Regions from separate parts of the Gossypium arboreum genome. Here regions 1 and 3 are each linked to region 2. Evidence: chromatin contacts called from public Hi-C data. All regions are on one chromosome and are shown on one strand. Each heading gives the region's core, a stretch centred on a gene start, on an enhancer-like site or on the middle of the called end of the contact. The rest is flanking DNA. Distances are from core to core; before and after follow the strand shown. Region 1 holds the start of LOC108458341 (uridine nucleosidase 1-like). Region 2 holds the start of LOC108458699. Region 3 holds the start of LOC108457962 (GDSL esterase/lipase At5g03610-like).

The links. A called contact is a pair of places that touch in the nucleus more often than the background predicts.
Region 1: a contact with region 2 is called in a Hi-C map of leaf, with 4 times the contacts expected there. The contact joins the promoter of LOC108458341 here to the promoter of LOC108458699 in region 2. A contact is called at or near these places in 2 of 5 Hi-C or Micro-C datasets (both in leaf).
Region 3: a contact with region 2 is called in a Hi-C map of leaf, with 4 times the contacts expected there. The contact joins the promoter of LOC108457962 here to the promoter of LOC108458699 in region 2. A contact is called at or near these places in 2 of 5 Hi-C or Micro-C datasets (both in leaf).

The regions. Positions count from the first base shown.
Region 1 is chr4:79,713,191-79,715,890 of ASM2569848v2, forward strand. LOC108458341 (uridine nucleosidase 1-like) reads right to left here and starts at 1,329. Exons shown (of 9, transcript XM_017757697.2): 1 at 976-1,329; 2 at 454-569; 3 at 312-371; 4 at 1-119. The coding sequence starts at 1,096.
Region 2 is chr4:79,306,246-79,308,945 of ASM2569848v2, forward strand. LOC108458699 reads left to right here and starts at 1,316. Exons shown (of 9, transcript XM_017758101.2): 1 at 1,316-1,517; 2 at 1,630-1,901. The coding sequence starts at 1,316.
Region 3 is chr4:79,658,393-79,661,092 of ASM2569848v2, forward strand. LOC108457962 (GDSL esterase/lipase At5g03610-like) reads right to left here and starts at 1,340. Exons shown (of 5, transcript XM_017757184.2): 1 at 1,174-1,340; 2 at 852-1,058; 3 at 1-21. The coding sequence starts at 1,234.

The sequences.
Region 1 (2,700 bases), core at 79-2,578, 410 kb after region 2:
TTCCCAACTAAAAATTCAGAGGCAGTCTTATCAGATTTGCTAGTTTTTGGTGGAGATAGGAATATATTCCCCAGTCCATCAGAGCCATGAACAAAGTCGGCAACATTCGGCCTCCCACCCTTTTCCAACAAACCAACCACAATTAGGCTATGGTAAATAAAAGATATAGTAATTGCCCCCCAAAAAAAAAAAAAAAAAAAAAAGGAAGAATATCAAAGCACAATAAAGCAAGTTAACAATTGCAGCGAGGCCCATTAGTATTCCCATGGAATTACATTGTAATTTAGGAAAGGGAAAACTGAAGCATTTACCGTAAGCGGCTCGGGGCTGCCTTGTACTACAGGAACATCAGGACGCCCTGCGATTTCACACTATCCTTTTGCACCTCGAAAAGAGGATAAAATCATGAACGTATTCCAAATGATATGAAAACCAGAAAGGAGAAGCACGTACCAGAAGTAAGGCATTACGAGTGGCATCTTCGGTTTGGACATTGCCAAATATGGTGGTCAAACCTAAGATCTCATATTCTGGATTTTGAAATGCCATAAAGATCGCCATGCTATCATCTGTTAATCAAATGAAAAACGCATCCATACATTGTTCAGGGTCAAACTCAAACAAAATCTCTACATATCTAATCCTGCCAATCAATCAATCCACTCCATATTGTTTTCACTTCCTTGTATAATTTAATAAAAATTTTCCGGTTTCATTATATACATATCAAAACCCGAAACTTTCCTATATAGATCTCATCACACGCCCCTCGAATAAAACTTTTCTATATAGACAGAGAGAGTCAACGTAGCTTTTTAAATCAAACTTTATAGCTTATCCCGAAGTAAAACTCCAAGGACAAATATAAATTGAAAAAGTAAAATTGTTTCCTATTTCATTATAATTCTAGTTTATGCAACTAAATTGACAGCCAACCAGAGAAAAAGTAAATAAATAAAAAGGAGCGAAACTGACCAATCCCGGGATCGGTATCGATAATGAGCTTGTTCCTGTTGGCATGTGAGAGTAAAAGGGCATCGCTTCCGCCATTAACGACAATTCCATCGTGACAATCTTTCTTTAATTCATAATCCATATTCAACGCAATTAGAAAAACACAAAGTGGTAATAATCTAATCTAAGATTTTAATGAATATGGATGTGAATAAAAAAACAATTGAGAGATTTGAATTTCTTGTTTTAATTGTCGTAGAGGAAGAGGAAGAGGAAGAGGTAGGCCGCTCTGCGATGCCAACAGAGAGTCCCCCCAAGAAGAACACCAAACAAAGATGTGTTTTATTTTGGTTTATGGGATATGATGTTACTTCCTCCTTTAATACTAGTTTAAAGCGCCTTAAGGTGGGGGTATGCTGACGTCAGCATAATTGATTTGTAACAGCGAATGGTAAATGGCAACGTGGGTTAATGTGAGTGGTCCTAATCTTGGACCGTATCGTATGGGATCAGAGCAGAAATAATAATTATTCAGAAAAAGGGAGGACAACCTGTTGTTTAATTTTAAAAAAAGTAGTCATTGGTTGGGTGAAGGTACAATTTCATAGACGATGCTGATGATGATGCATCTATTTTATATTATCCTTTATGTATAATCATCAAGATTCATATGTAACTATTAAATTGGAATTGTGACCAACATTTAAATGAGAAAGATTTAATAATTGGGAGATAAATGATCTATATTTTATATGTTGATTAATGGATAAATATTTATTATAAATTTTAAAACTGTTCCATATCTAAGACAATGATTGAATTCTTAACCACATAGATAATTAACAATTTTAATACAACAAGTTGTGTACAGAATTGTTAGGTTGAGAATTATTTATGAGATATATTGAAATTCCAAAACAACTGAATGCTTCAATTTCACAACATTGGCGGCCAAGAAAATTCAATATAAAAGACTTTGGGCACGATAAATTTGTAGACTATGATTTTGCATCATATTTACACAATATAAATTTGTTTTATATAATCTAAAATTGTATCCATATAGTTTGTTTTAATAGATATATTGTATTTGGATTATATAATATATTTAAATAATTAATATTATTATATGATGCGTATATGCATATGAATTTGTATGTGATATTTTTCTTCTGTTTATTTCTATGTAATATTTATGGTTATATAATACGCATATAAATTTTATTTATTTGAACTATTATCTAGAATATATATAAGGTACGAGTTTAGAATAAAATTAAATTGATAAAAATAATTTTTATTATTTATTATATTATTAAATTGGTTTTTGAATTATTTTTATTTTATTATTAAATTTTGAATATTGAAAAATATTTATTAAAAATTATTAGTATTAAAACAAAATCAATTCAGCTCTCAATTACTAAAATAAAATTAGTTAGGCCCTTCCGATAATGAAAACTGTCATTAATCAATTTGATTATTAATAGACACTTACGTGACTGATAAAATCTACAATAACATATGAAGTACCATCCGGACAAGTATACTGATGTGACATTCCATGTACCATATACTAAAAACTAAAATCCCAAAAATTATAAAAAAAATGTATTAAAAATGCACATTTTGTAACACCCCCTACCCGTATCCATTGCCGGAATAGGTACGACGTATTACCGGAGTTTACTGAACATTTTTAGATAATTCTGATCATTTATTATTCATATTTTGAAGATAATCATA
Region 2 (2,700 bases), core at 66-2,565:
AGCAAAATACAATCTAGCCGATTTCTATATAGTCCCTATTCAGATCACATTTATCAATTTTTTCACAATAATTTCATATAATTTTACCATTTTAACAATTCAATCCCTAAACATTAAAATTACTAAAAACTACTTTACAAAATTGTCCTATTTCTCAACCAAGCTTATTAATCTACCATAGAACTTCACAAATACCTCAAACTCATCAATGGCATAATCCAAAATGTTTAACATTTTTACGAATTAACCCCCGGGTTAGTTAGATTAAACTAAAACGATTAAAAAAACATAGAAATAATTAAAAACGGGCCAAAATTATATATCATGCATGAGTTTGAAGCTTGGCCGAATATCCCCTTAGCTAAAATGGTGGTTTTGGTTCTTAACAATGTAAAATGAAGAAGATGATGGCTTTCCATTACTTGGTTCTTAACATTTTTACACAGATTCTTCCAACCATCAGAAAATATTAACATTTTTTTTAGAAATCATTTTCCAAAAGTCATTTTCAGTGAAACAACTTAAATAAATGTGAAATAAATAATTTTACAAAATTAAATTCTAAGTTGCTATGGAAAATTTTATACTTGTAACTGTAAAAGTTATTTGTCTTTTATTAATTACAAAGTTGACTATAATGTTAAAAAATAATATTATCTAATACAATATTTTTAAATAATTAATAAAGTTACCATATTTCAAACTTAAATGTTTAATAATATTCGTCTGTTTTAGAAGTAAAAAGTTTCTTATCGTTTCTATCAGTAGCTTTTTGTAAAATTTTAGAATTATATATAATTATTTCTTCATGCATTCAGTTATTATAATTTTATTATAAATTATTAAATTTTAAAACTTTCATGTAACAAAAATCAATTTAAAACATTCTATGTTAATAAAAAATTTTAATTTACTATATTTGAATTAATATATTGTATTATTATATAATATTTTCGTCTTAAATATTCTCGTATAATTATGTTAATTAGAAATATGTGTTTTTCAAATTTTATATTAAATTTATTTTAAAGTCGAGCTCAAATTTATGTTAAACTCGAAATAGTTTAATATTGAATTATTTCAAATTTAGATCAATTTAATTATTACGAATTTTGATTTTATCAAACACCAACAAACATTCCAACTGAGTGTGTTTTACCACATCTAATTAATTTTGACAGCAAGGTACTGTTTTTTACAGTTTTACAGAAATAATGATTTCCAGTTTTTACCCCAAAAATCAGTAGAAGAGGTGAAATTAAATCCTGAAGGTTTTAATTTTACCTGGTCCTCCCATTCCCACGTAGAACCCCAAATGACAAAATCCCACGTGGTATTTACTCACTACATCTGCGTGTCGGATGCCAATTTCTGCTTCTTTAATTCCATTCACTCGCACGTGCTGGACCCCACACACGAGTCACTTGATCGTCTACGTGGCATAAAATTTATACGTGGCACTCTCAGATACATCCTCAAGGCGCCGCAGAGACTTGTAAGAGACCTTTTCCTTTTTGGTTAGTTTCCTTACAAAGAAGTTGAATGTGTTCTGTTTCCTCTCTTTTGATTTTCTTTTTCCCTTAGTTTTTGAATTTTTGTTTCGTTTTTCCCTCTTTGGGATGGAATTAGGGAGAGGCTTACTTTCGAGCTCGTGCGCTTCGCCAACGGCAGATGCGGCAGAGGATGCGTTGGCGGCGGATCGGATGGATATGGAAGCGGCAGAGATATTGGCCGCCTTGGCGCATTCGAAGAAGCGGGTTGCTGTTTCCGTCTCCGCTGAATTTGGCGCCAAATGGGGATGCAAAGGGAGGAGACTGAGGAAGCGAGCCAGTATCAGTACTGAGTCACCGCCTTCTGGCGTCGGTTCGAACCCGGTTCAATCCGTTTCGGATCTCGCTGAGGTTGGTGAATCAATCTAATTTTATCAATATATATACTTGAAAGGATAGTTTTATCGATATTTTCGATTTATTTATCTATTCTATTCTATTTTAAGAAAAAATTCTGATATTTTTTATTTAGTGGCTTTTCACTGTGTCTGCCCGGAATTAGTGATTTAAATTACCTTTTGAAAGTGATGCTCATAATTGAAAATGTGGAAATAATACATACCAAAAGAAGTTAATTCTTTTTGCTCAAAAACAAAATTATACATTTTGATTTTTTTCATGATACTTGAAATTTCATTTGATAAAATGAATCTGTATTGTGAATGCTGGAAATGTCATTTTGAATAGTAAGAAAAAAATTCTTTTACTGTTAATATATTTAATTAAATATAACCAACCACTCAAATAACTTACTGATTTTCTTATAATCTGTTAAATTCTTGATCTTATCGATGTTAATATGTCAAATGCGATGCAAGAATTTGAAGATAATAGTGGAAAATATCTTAATGTTGAACACTTTGTAGTTTTGTCAGCTTTTATTTCACTTTTCTATTTCTGGGATTTAAAGGAATTAAATTATACGCGGGAAGAAGAAGAACATAGATAAACTAGTAAGAAACTGGTGGCCATAGAAAATTTTCTAATTTTAGAATGTTAGAACACAAGTAATAATCATTGATATGGAAAATGTGGTTAGCTAAACCTGTTGGGTCTTTATTGGAATTCTGATGTGGTTAGCTAGACAAGTTATCTTGTGTCTTAATTGGACGAAGTGATCTGTCACCAAGTGGCACTATTCTTATAAGTG
Region 3 (2,700 bases), core at 90-2,589, 350 kb after region 2:
TCTTAATCGCCAAGTACCCAGCTGCTTGTCATAAAACAACCCAATTAATTGTTTACTAATAAAATCAATATTTATGGTACTGTGATGATTCAGAAAGTTATTGTCAGTAAACTGCATAATCCTATGGCTGGAAAGCACCATAATAGTAAAGTTGATGGGATTAAAAAACCTAATGTTACTTTTAGAGTTGATGAACTAGAAAAGAAATTGTTAACTATTATAAACTTTACTCCAAGACAGCTCCTTGTTGTCATGAGTTGTCTGTCACTTTGAGTTTAATGCTTTAATACATTGTGAGTGCTACACTAAGGTTAAAAGGTATAAAATGTAAATCATAGTTACATTCCATTGATTCAACTTAATTAAAGGGGGAGGTAAGAAAGTGAAGAAAAGGGGTTGTTGAAAGAAGCAATTATTTATAATGGGATGCAAAGAGGCACTGAAAAGAATGGTTAATGTTAAAATAATAGTGAAGAAATCAAAAGTTTACAATACTTGGAATCGAGTGAAAAAGTTGAAAAATGATCTCACAAAAAGGATAGAAATAGGAAGAAAAAAAGAAGAAGAAAAAGAGTGAGGTCGGGCACTCAGACTCTGCTGATCAGTATAAAAACAAAGCAAAATTATTATGGCAGAAGATAAAAGGAGGAACCCACACCACATAACTCAGGTTCAATATAATATTATTAAATTGTAGTACAATAAACAAGAAGTAAAGCAAAGCCCATTAGTTGTACAAAAGAGAAAGAGCCAAAGCTAAAGCTAAAGGTAAAGCTAAAAATTAAAACACTTGAAAAGATGAACACTATCATTTTTTATCCTAAAAAGGATAGAGAGAGAGAGAGGGGTACCGATGAAATCAGTCAAAACACGACCATCAGAGAAACGGCCAGCAGGTTTCCCGGGGAATGTAATTCCATAAGGAAGTTTCCAGGAACTTGCCAAAGCTTTCCTGTTGTTCCCTGTATCAGCGTAGGAATCCCCGAACACAAACAACATCTTGGGTCTGAAACCAAAGGTCCACACCCTTGACCCTTCAACAACATGTTGCTCCTCACCTACATAATTCATTCACAGAAATCAAAAAGATTAAAGATAAAAAAATAAAAAAATAAAAAACTCTTCCAGTTCCAGGCCACATGTATAATGAAGCAAAGGGTTGTTTGGTGTTACCTAAGAAGAGGGAGAAGAGGAAGAAACAAAGCAAGGAGAAGAGAGGGGTGGGAGTGTCCATGACAACGAAATTAAGCAGGGAAGCAACTGTTTTTAGACAAACAAGAGAGAGGGAAGAAGAGGAACGGGTTTATTGTTTGTAGGGTAACCGGGAATCTCAACACTTTATATAGTGGGAGGAGGGTAACGCTTTTCCATTTAAGCGGTTGGTCAAATTTCAATAAAGTCGTCGTCAATTATATTTTCATATTAATTTGAAAAATAACATCTTTCAAATAACCAAAAAGAAAATTTCAAATCATATTACTCAATGTTTCTTTATTTCATCCAACCAAAAAAAAAAAAACTGTCCTCCAAATATGAGAAGTCAGCCTTTTCTTTGGATATTGGTAGAAAATTAGGATGATTAAAACTTGATTTAATTTGTATTTTAAATTTTAAATTTGAATTGAGTTGAATTTTATAATTTAAATAATAGATTAATATAAATAATATTATGATCCATGTCAATTTTAAAAGTAAACAATTGACCTCATTGTCAACAAAAATTACAAAATAAATTCAAAATATTTATAAAAATTTTAAAATTTATATTTAAAAAATATATAAACAACATTAAAATTTTAAAAATGTTCTAAAATAATAATTTTGGGAATTTAAATAACTTAATTAATTATTCAAGTTTATCATATTAAAATATTTTTTCTTTGAAAAAAATTCAAATATATATAGTTTCAATTTTACGTGCTCTAACATGTAATTAGTTATATTGTAACAAGATTTTAATTTGACATGTTTAATTTTTTAATTTAAATCGAACAATTTCACTCGATTCGATTTGACTTGAATTTCATTTCACACTAATCGATTCGAAAAAATTTCAAATCAAGTTAGGATGATAAAATAAAATTCGTCTACTCAACTAACTCGAAATTTTTTCACTCGATTATATCGAACGCTCGCCCCTATTGGCAATTAGCTTAAAATATGAATTTCCTCCCTCTACTTTCAATGATTGGGTTCCTCAATTAAAAAATAGATAAATTAATTTATGTACTTAGATTAAAATTAAAATTAGTCTTTTTACTAAAAATTCTATTCATTTCTACAATTAAATAATGACGTGACTTAGAATAAATAGGCAGCGATACATGGTGCATCATGTATACTTCATATTGATGTAATATTTTTGCCTACCATGTCAACAAATATTAAAAATAAAAATCTTAAAAATAAAAAAGCTTTAATAATTATTTGAAAATTCATGTCCAAGATTAACCTAGATAAATAGTTGTCTAAGTTCATCCTAAATGTATTTTTTCAAATAATTATAAAAATGATATAAAAATTATTTAAAAATTATAACAACTTGTAAAAATTAATATAAATTATTTAAAATTACAATATATATTGAAATTGATGAATTAGTATAAATATAAATTTTTAAAAGAAAATAATTAGAAAAGTAATGAAAATTTTAATGGAATGAAGTTGTTTATTCCTCCATTTTAACCACCACTAAGTGGA